2 separate regions of the Zea mays genome follow, and region 2 is linked to region 1. Evidence: chromatin contacts called from public Hi-C data. All regions are on one chromosome and are shown on one strand. Each heading gives the region's core, a stretch centred on a gene start, on an enhancer-like site or on the middle of the called end of the contact. The rest is flanking DNA. Distances are from core to core; before and after follow the strand shown. Region 1 holds the start of LOC100273017. Region 2 holds the start of LOC100272284.

Region 1 (5,527 bases), core at 317-2,816:
ATTTAATATGAAATTTTCATGAATTAAATGGGTTTCTGCAATTATTTTTAAACTAAAAATCAATTTCTAAACTCATTTTCCCTATTTTCTTTATTTCCTGGACTGCGTCCCAAATTCCAGAAAGATCAGGGGCCAAGCTATAAATGTTTTTCTAGACTCAGTGAGCATACAGAGTGGACGGTGGGTTAAACACAAAAGACGTTTTAGTTGAAGTTGTACACAATTCAACATGAGTCATGTTGGCTAGAGGGTGGAAGGCTAGGCATTCTGCTCAATAGATCCAAGGTTCGATCCCTAGGCAGCCACGGTTTGATTTTTTTTCTGCACGCGGAAAACTGGTGTGCGGGATTGGACGACTGAGATTGTAGAACGGTAGAATGGACGGCTGAGATCGCAGAATGACAGAACACAAAAAGGCAGGCTACTATTGCTAACTTAACAAGTAGTAGAGAAAAATAATATTATAGAAATTGGAATGAACCCATTTGGATTTAATATGAAATTTTCATGAATTAAATGGGTTTCTGCAATTATTTTTAAAATAAAAATCAATTTCTAAACTCATTTTCCCTTTTTTTCTTTATTTCCTGGACTACGTCCCAAATTCTAGAAAGATCAGGGGCCAAGCTTTAAATGTTTTTCTAGACTCAGTGAGCATACAGAGTGGACGGTGGGTTAAACACAAAAGACGTTTTAGTTGAAGTTGTACACAATTCAACATGAGTTATGTTGGCTAGAGGGTGAATGCTAGGCATTCTGCTCAATAGATCCAAGGTTCGATCCCTAGGCAACCACGGTTTGATTTTTTTTTCTGCGCGCGGAAAACTGGTGTGCGGGATTGGACGGCTCGGAAAACTGGTGTGCGGGATTGGACGGCTGAGATTGTAGAACGGTAGAATGGACGACTGAGATCGCAGAATGGCAGAACACAAAAAGGCAGGCTACTATTGCTAACTTAATAAGTATAGTAGAGATATATATATAATTATAATTATTATAAAGGGCCTCTTTTATAAGTCTTGTCCTGCGCCTCCAAAATGTCAGGACCGGCACTGCTTCGAGGGCAAGCTAAGAGCATCTCCAACAACGTGACCTATAAAAATGCCTTATAATTTAAAAATAAGTAAATTTTATAGAATTTAGGGCACCAACAAAACACTCTGCTCCAACAGTAAAGCCTTAAATCTAGATTATAGGGCAGCCCACTACGGTGTAGTATATTTGAGGCACTTGAGATGGTGCCCTATAGTTTTTTGACAAAATTTGTTTAATTGAGGCACTGTTGGAGTGGTTTTTCCTGTGTAGAGCCCTATATTTCGATTTGAGGCATTAGTTTGAGGCATTATTGGAGATGCTCTAAGGAAGGCACCGCGTTCGGCCAAGTCAAGCGTTTTGCGATTTTTCTTGCGCTAGCATAGCATAGACGACGAATAGCCGCGACCGCGACGCGCAGTGCCGTCGGTTTCCTTTTTCCATTTCATCCCTCCCACTCCGTGGTCCGTGCGGCCTCCTCTGCCGGCCCGCAGCCCGCTCGGCAACCAGACGTCCAGACCTCTTTGGGCGACCGTGACTCGAGCCGTTGGAGATCCACACTTTCCTCCCTCCATCGTTTCTCGATCTCTCGACCGGGCGAGGGCGACGCCGCCCGCGCGCGCGCCATGGATGTGGAGTACGACGTGATCGTGCTGGGCACCGGGCTCAAGGAGTGCATCCTCAGCGGCCTCCTCTCTGTGGACCGCCTCAAGGTACGTTACGCTACTACGACGCCTCCATCGATCCCCTCCTCTCTCTCCCTCCGTCGTCGGCCACTTCTAATAAGATCGCGCCCTGGTGGTTATCCATTTTCCGTATGATTTTTTTTAAAACTGGCCGGGATCGAAAACTTCATTGAAATGCAAGCTCTCTTAATGAATAAAAACAAAAGGCGAGGTGACAATAATGAATCATTTTCGGCCTTTCCTCGTCACCAATTTACCGGGACAAGACACTAACACCGCCAAAATAAACTATGTCTTTCTTACTCATAAACAGTTCGGTCATCATCATAGTATTGATTGATCTGGTAAACATACATGTGACGCAGCTGGCAATATTTGCGGGCATTGTAATTATCACGGTGTCCTGACGAACGCATTAATTCGTAATTCTGCATGCATGTCATCAGGTGTTGCACATGGACAGGAATGACTACTACGGCGGAGACTCCACATCGCTCAATCTCAATCAGGTGACAATGCAAGGCTGATATGTCTGTTGGCGATATTTTGGAGTGCCTCGCCCCTCATTTCTCTGAGGTTGTGGGTAATGGCGATCCATGAGACTCGCCTGTATATATAGCAAGTTCCTGATGATAAACAATGCACATGGTTTTTTTGTCTATCTTGTTTATGAGGCGCTCTTTGGATTCTACCTGCTGTTCGTAATGATGTCCTAAACTATGCTGTAAATTAAACTGCTATTTGCAGCTCTGGAAACGGTTCAAGGGTGAAGAAACACCGCCTGCGCACATAGGAGCTAGCAGAGACTACAACGTTGATATGGTTCCAAAGGTCTGGTCTTTTCCATTTTAGTACTTTTTTTGTTTTTTGATTTCTTCAGGAAATCTACTTTCATTATTTTATTATCTGTACCAAAATATAATTCGTTTTAGACTAAATATATATTCATTAATTTACTTATGAACGTAGTTTGTATACATGTCTATATTCATCATCATTCATTTGAATGTTGACAGAAAAAAGAGGATAAAGAACTATATTTTGGAACGGAGAGAGTATATAGTATATTGGACTGAGATATCTAGGACCCAATTGCAATGATGACATGCAGTAATGCTTCTTGAGATTGGCTATAAACTTGGAACTTCTATCATAGTTATATGTGTAACTGTGGGATCTGTGATGCACTTCCATATATGTAATTATGTATTTAACCAGAACATGCTACACTTGGACGTGTTTCAATGTGGCTTCAACTCACATGATTAATTGTAGTTTATTATGCCCTGTTTGGAATCTCTACAGCTAATAGTTAATTACTAAAATTAGTTGTAGAGGTTCCAAACATCCCTGGCTAATATTTTATCTAATTGTTAGCTAACTCACAGCTAACAATTAGTTTATTAGCTGGTTCAGTCCAACTAATAATTTATTAGCTGGCTAACTATTAGCTATAGGGGTTCCAAATAGGACCTTAATCACTTAAGGCAACGACTAATATGCAAGCAACCATTAAGTGCAAGAGTGGAAGCATGTATTTTGGTCCGTTAGATTTAGATCCAACTGCAAATGCAATCTTGGTTTGTTAGTTTTTTTTATAAAGCTAGACGAGGTGATGGTGGAACGGTTTAAGTGCTAAATATGACACATAGTTGGATCTAAATTTAACGGACCAAGATTTCTTCTTGCACGCTTGCACCTAATGACTACTTGCATATTAGTCGTTGCCAACACTTAAAACATAACACTAAAAGAGTTATTATTTTAAGTTTATTAATTCAGGTCATGAAAGGTCAAACAAAAGATGTATTACGAAAATGAGCAGTGGTTGGCACCTGCTCTCCTGGTTCTCGTAGACTCTCTTTTATTTCTTAGTTGAATGATAGGGCTCCTGCCTGTTTTGTCCAAAAACATGAGCAGTGTTGGTTGGGCTGAATATCTTACCAGATTGCTTTATGAAACCACATTCTGACATATAATGTAATACAGTTACCATTTTGACCAGTTTATGATGGCAAATGGTACCTTGGTTCGTGTGCTCATTCATACTGGTGTCACCAAGTACATGTCCTTCAAAGCTGTGGATGGAAGCTATGTTTTCAACAAGGGAAAGGTTCAATCCCCTTCTTCATTCATACAAACTCCATTTTTATGAACATTTTTACCGTTTTAAGCACATTTATCTATTTTCTTGGGCTCCAGATCCACAAGGTTCCTTCTACTGACATGGAAGCTCTCAAGTCTCCCCTGATGGGATTGTTTGAGAAGCGAAGAGCTGGGAAATTCTTCCTTTATGTCCAAGATTATAAGGAAAATGACCCAAGTACTCATAAGGGTTACAACCTTACTAAACTAACGACAAAAGAACTTATCTCGTGGGTACCTATTTCACTTATATGCCTTTTTAACAATTTTTATATTTTTATAACTAGAATGAAATTGGGTATTTGCTTATACAATTTGAATTTTTAGTTCCATAGGTTCTTGGTACTTTTTTCTACTGTGGCTCCATGTTACATGGTGTTTTGGTTACCAACTTTCTCAAGTAGAAACAATGTACATAAAACCTTGTTTTATCCAAGTTATATTGGAAGTCTTCACTGATGCTATTATTGATCATCTTTTGCTAAAATGAAATATAGTTTTTGAGTGACCAAGCAAGCATAAACAGATTCTATAGTTTTATCTGTTCATTTAAAAGCAATTACTAAAGCTCCAACAGTTGTTCATTAAGGCTGCATCATGATATTCCATTTTAAGAGTTTGGGCTATAGAGAGGCCGACCAACATGTACAGTATGTCATTTAGATTCAGAAAATTATACTTATATACCCATGATCATCAGTCCGATGAATTGAGAAAGGCAAAGGAGGTGTTAGAGTATAGGCCCATGTGGCCCATGTACATCAATATATAGCTACCCATTAGGGTTAGCCTGTGCAATGAATCAGTTATCTCCAACAGGAGGCAACTTCTGTTTGCCTGTTCATATAACTTTAACCATCACAAATACCATCCTTCGATTGCATAAGTAAAGAGGCATTAGAATTCCGGTGATTCAGTTACAGGCTATGTAACTATGAACAATTCTTTATTCAGGAGCATTCTTGTGTTCTATCCCTATGTTAGTAAATTTTCTGGTCCTATCTTAATATATGATGTTATCTGTTTTTTCAGAACCTAAAAGTTCCGGTGCCCAATTAGGATTCAGTTTACTCAAACTCCTATGTTCTAATTTCTTTTTTCAGAAAATATGGTTTGGATGATAATACGATAGACTTCATTGGGCATGCAGTGGCTCTTCATAGAGATGATAGCTACTTGACAGAACCTGCAATTGACACTGTAAAACGGATGAAGGCAAGTCTTTATAGTGATATACTAAAAATATCCCAACACAATTCAAAGGTTTCTTGTAATTTTTATATTGAAAGAAACAGCTTCAAATGCAGTTGTTTTCCATAATAGTTGTGAGTGTCCTCTAGTAGTCTGTTGTGTAGGCTCACCGAGCCAAGCGGTTCTTTGGCTTTTGGCCCTATTTTTCCATAAAAATAGGGCTGACTCTTTTTGTTCTAATAATATATGCGGCAATGCTCTTGCCACCCTTTCGACAAAAAAGAAAGAAACAATTCTATCCATAATTTCTGGGACCCTTTTCTTTCAAGTGATCTTCTTGATTGATTGTGCCCTGATCTAAGGATAGCACGATTGCCTTGTTTCTGTTTATTGTTAATGTTACTTGCATTCAAATCCGTCTTTGACATTATTTATCTAACACTATTTTAGAATATTTCAGCTTTATGCAGAAT
Region 2 (5,224 bases), core at 1,112-3,611, 600 kb before region 1:
GTCCACGCCGTGGTAGTCCTCGAAGCCGTACAGGCTCGCGTTCGCCATGCCGGCCAGGTCCGACAGCGACGCCATGTTCACGGTCGACACCGCCGTCTCGCCGGAGATCTTGGTCAGCAGCGCCTCCGTCTGCACGTTCATGAACACCACGGGCACGCCCGAGGCCTGCGACGACAGCAGCCACGCGTCCGCGCGCGCCAGGGTGTCCTCCAGCGCGTTGTACCGCGTGTTGGACCCGTCCGTCGCCTTGGGCAGCAGCAGCAGCGAGAGGAAGCTGCTCGCCTCCGGCACCGGCAGCAGCTCCCTCATCTTCTTCTCCCACGGGAACGGCTCGTACGCGTGGCCGATCTTGGCGTCGCGCAGCGCAGAGAGCAGCTTGCCGTTCTTAGAACCTTAAATCATAGGCTCATAGCATATCGATCAGGGCAATTGTTCATTAATCACTTGTAAAAAAAATTTACTTTTAGATGTAAAAAATTCAGACTGCAGTACGGGCAGTAGCGTTTCTTTTTGGAATCCTGCGTATTCAACTCTTTGCGGCAATGCCCAAGATTATATTGTTGTATCGTAGGAGTCAATTTGCAACCTATAGCTACGTGGTTTATGCATGATGGAAATAGAAAACTGTACAAAGATTGAAAAATGCAGCGCTGGAGCAAGCCTTGGATCCAGGATCAACAGGTAGTAAAATATATACCCACACCACAAGAAGCTGACCACATGAAAAACAGATGTGGTCTTGGTACTTGGTTCTTCGACGTTCACAATGTCACAGACCTCAAAACACGCTTGCAATTTACTACTTAAAACTCTAAAGATGCGAAAGCCAGTTTGCCCTCTTTCATTCACAGATCACAGAGAAAGAAGCTTGCCACCATGTTGTTAGCAACATAATCATCTCCTCATTCCTATTCCCCAAACTGGCTTTAAAAAAAGCTTTAGAAAGTGCATAAGTTTCTGCATTTATACTGCGATTTGGGGAAAAAATAACATAAGACAATCTGTTTATCATAACTACTGGCAAGTATAGGAGCACATAAATAAACACCACTGTCTTCTCATGGGATATGCGCGACCCCCATAAGAAAGGGACTGACTAATGGATGTGGACTGCTGCCAAAGCACTATAAGCCGCCAATTCGGTGTCACTCATGGGTCCCGAGGAGCTAGAACCTTAAAAGGGCTGGCAGAATAAATGGCCAGTACCTGCTTGTTAGACTTTACGAGCTGAGAAAGCAGCACGAGGGAAAGGGACGTATTTGTCATGTCCAAACTGTTTCACACGGGGCAATAAGAGCTTCATTAGAAGCGACAGTTTGTTTCAGTTTTCTCCTGTGGTACGGTAGGCAGTAAAATTTGCAACATGTTGAGGCCCTCTCTCTCTCTCTCTGAATGGATGATTAAACTGCTTCTAGTAGCAAGAAAGGTTGACAAGGTCATGCAACTTCCAAGAAGATGGTCCTAGCTGTCTTTATTTGGTTTCTTCTGAACTACCAATGAGGAGTACGATGTTACATACCACAATATTTATATAATCCCAGTACAGTACGTGACCAATCTATGATTGCGGAAAGGCATATCGTTAAGTTTATTTAAGAGCCTTGGAAATATCAGCATCCAAACAAGGCCATGACAACCCAATGGCCGCGAGACACAGGTTGTATTTCAATCTGTGCGATTCACAGTTGAACTCCTATATATTTTTTTTCTAAATTGAGATGCGGGTGATTCAGACTCGGTTATGAGAATGAGAACGAAATTGCACTCTCTCTTTTCTTTTTCAATCCCTATCAATTTGTCGGAGAACGATCGAAAACTGCGACCGCCGAATGAACATATATCAGAGGAAGAGCAGAAATGAACAAAGGCCGCCCATCACGTGCTTAATTTCTTTATCTAGTATATACGCCTTCTAAAAGGCTCGGTAAATTTCGCTGAAAAAAAGGGGGAGAATCCAGATGCGATCAATCAACCGAGCAAATTCCGCTGAAAACAAGCAACCACGAGCGTCTCACCTTGGGCCTCGAAACTCTCGCGACTGGAGCGGTCGCCGTCGACGTCGCCGCCGCGCCGGCCGGCCCGCCTTCCAGACGGCGTGCGGCCGATGCTCCCCGCCGAAGACGACGACTCGGAAGCCGACCGGCTCAGCTGGTCCGTCTCCTCCCCGCGCTTGAAGGCCGACCTGAGCAGCCTTTGCATCTTGCCCCCGCCACCCTTGGCCGGGGGCGGCGCCGGGTGGGCTTCGAGATCCAACGGCGCCAGGGCCGGCGGCTCCGGATGGTCGCTCGGCATGAGCATGAGCAGAGCTCGACGACTGGCTCTTGGCGCTGCCGGTGGCGCGTGAGGAAATGGAGGGGAGACAAGAGCAGAGAAAGGCGATGGTGCAGTGCACACACCGGTGGGTGGTTTATTTGTATATACGGAATGGAAGCCTTGGGCAGTTGGGTTGGGCTGTGTTTCCACTGTACTGTGCTACTCCAACAGCATAATGGCCCTGGCTGAAACTGAATAATGGTATTTATTTTTCCCTCCACTTATATTATATGTTGTTTTAGATTCTTGTTGGCCAAGTTTTATTTGAACCTTTGACCATCAATATGTCTTCACAATATTTCGTTACCTTTGTTTAAAAATGACAGTCACATGGTAAATTTCCCATTTAGGGTTGATTTGGTGATCCGGGATCCCGGGAGGATCGGAGGGGATTGAGGGGGAAATTAGTTCATTTCCCCCTCAATCCCCTCCGATCCTTTCGGGATCCCCTTGTCACCAAATTAGCTCTTATAGTCTAGTGTAGGTGCGGATGTCTGTTGACTGTGGACGTGCCATGAAAGAGATAGAGGGTAACGACCAGACAGACAACAACAAGCCAACGACTAACGAGTAGAGCGAGCGCTAGACATCAGGCATCTAGGGTTAAGACACAGGATACAGACTGAGACGAGGCCAGTGTCATGGTGCGCGTGTATCGAATGAAGACATTTAATCTTTTACCATCTATATAGATGATACTAAATTAGCAGTCACTGACAACTGATTGTTAATGTATCATTTTTTGACATCTATCTCGTAAAGTTGTAAAAAATAGATTGTCCTGTTAGATGCATGTGTGTGTATCGAATGAAGACATTTAATCTTTTACCATCTATATGGATGATACTAAATTACTAGTCACTTACAACTGATTGTTAATATATCATTTTTGTGTCATCCATATTGTAAAGATGTAAAAAATAGATTGTCTAACATGTTTTGGGTTGTAGAACGAAACATCTAGGCTAGCTTGAAGAGCTACTCCTACGCTTTTAACCCACGATGGGGCGGGGCTGCAGCCCCCCTTCCTTTGCATCCGCCCCTGCATAAATATTTCTTGCATAGACAATATACATGATCGTTTATAGTATGTTGATAGTCCAATTAAAAAAAATTGCTGACAATCAACATGTATATACTACTTTGAATAAAAAAGCAATTTGGTCTCACTTTAACCCTACTATGCTAGTAACCAATGCATTTTATCCTGTGGATAAACATGCATGATTCGGTATGAAAAAATTGACACCTCCCAAGGCACGTACGTACGGATGCTATTGCAGTGGCCCAGCAAAAGGACTCCTTTTGACATTCCAAGAGTTCCCTGTTCAGAATCCCTACGTTTGCGTCTCCAACCGGCCGATCAACACAGCTAGCTAGAGCTAGTTTGGGAGCCATGAAACCGAAGATGATTCAATTCAGTTTTGAATAAGAAGGCGAAATCTGCTGTCTAGCTAAGGGCGACTTCCAAACAACATTTATTAGTGATGATGGCTTACTTTGACCCTGCAGATTGTGCAGAGATAACATTCCAACAGAATTCTTTGCAGTAGTTTTACATACTCGATAGATTTACGGATCCGGAGCCGACGTTGTTTCTAACAAATCAGTAGTTAAATCACAGTATGAAGGACCATAAAAAAAAGAAGGCTGAAACCTAATTAATATACTAAGCAGTATCACACGAGAGATGCATGCATGGCCTCTTGAGCTAGCATTACTTCCATTATTCAAACTGACAAATTATTACCTTTATCAGTCGGGCTTGTGGGAGACGACGAGCTCTTCAGCTTAGGAACACTCTTGGATCGCTTCATCCTCCAGTCCATGCGGACGAACCAACCGGTTTGAAACGAGCTCAACTGAAGCAGGTTCCTCTTGTCTTTCAGTGGCCTAGATGCATCTGGTGACGATCTTGATCACTACGCCTTCGTATATACCAAAAACAAAAAGCATCCAAAAGACCCAGGAGCAAATAAACACAGGCCCACCATTACACTTCCAATGCAACTCGTTTGTCTCAAGACGGGAGCTCGCTTCTCCGTTGCACCGGAACGATGGCGATTCAATCGATATAAGATAAACCAGATTGATTTATTTATTTATTTGCTGCCTTCACATGCCATAGTTGACTTACCACACGGCTGATGGAGACAGGAGCAGAGTTACAAGGACAAGTTGGGTTTCTAAAAACTTACATTTCTGCTTTCTGATCCGCGTACTTTTCGGAGGAGTCAGATTATAAAGGCCATGTTTGGATGTACTAGAACTAATAGTTAACTGCTAAGATTAATTAAAAACATCTTAACGTATTAAGCTAATAGCTCTGCTCTTAGCTATTGTTAACATTACCGCCTCCGTTAATACTTTAACCAAGACGGTTGCATTATGCTAACTGCCTCGGTTAATACTTTTAACAGAGATGGTTATTTGTTAATTGCCCGTCTCTATTAACTATTTTCAGTTTTTAAAAAATAATAAATTTGAATTCAACTTGATCTGTACTTGCAAATCAAACACCAATGAAAGGCAATAAATAGAAATACAAATCATAGATAGATATATACATATGCATACTTGTATCATCACATCCGATGTTCAAGCTAATCAATAGTTAAAATGTTAGCTTTACAACACATCAATCATCGATCACCTACCATGACATGATAATCCTAAAAAGATGTCGGGACACTTGTAATCTTGAAGGCGTAGCATGGTGGTCCAGTTTATGTGCTTCTCATACTCTTCTACCATCCATAACTCACTATCCTTATTGAAGAACGACGTCCCTTCATGCACACAATTGTCCATGGTAAACTTACAGATGTCTCATGGGCTATCTTTTCTTTTTCCCACCAATTTAGTGACTTCTTCAACTGTTTATAGCTGTTGTTGAACTTGCCGCAAACTC

The links. Hi-C and Micro-C count contacts between places; a contact is called where the count stands out from the background.
Region 2: a Hi-C map of leaf shows a contact between it and region 1, with 6 times the contacts expected there. The contact joins the promoter of LOC100272284 here to the promoter of LOC100273017 in region 1. A contact is called at or near these places in 2 of 25 Hi-C or Micro-C datasets (ear and leaf).

What each region holds. Positions count from the first base shown.
Region 1 is chr2:175,682,651-175,688,177 of Zm-B73-REFERENCE-NAM-5.0, reverse strand. It overlaps LOC100273017, which reads left to right and starts at 1,566. Exons shown (of 12, transcript NM_001147467.1): 1 at 1,566-1,745; 2 at 2,165-2,227; 3 at 2,466-2,549; 4 at 3,724-3,831; 5 at 3,921-4,093; 6 at 4,967-5,078; 7 at 5,515-5,527. The coding sequence starts at 1,659.
Region 2 is chr2:176,286,043-176,291,266 of Zm-B73-REFERENCE-NAM-5.0, reverse strand. LOC100272284 reads right to left here and starts at 2,361. Exons shown (of 2, transcript NM_001146771.1): 1 at 2,016-2,361; 2 at 1-392. The coding sequence starts at 2,298.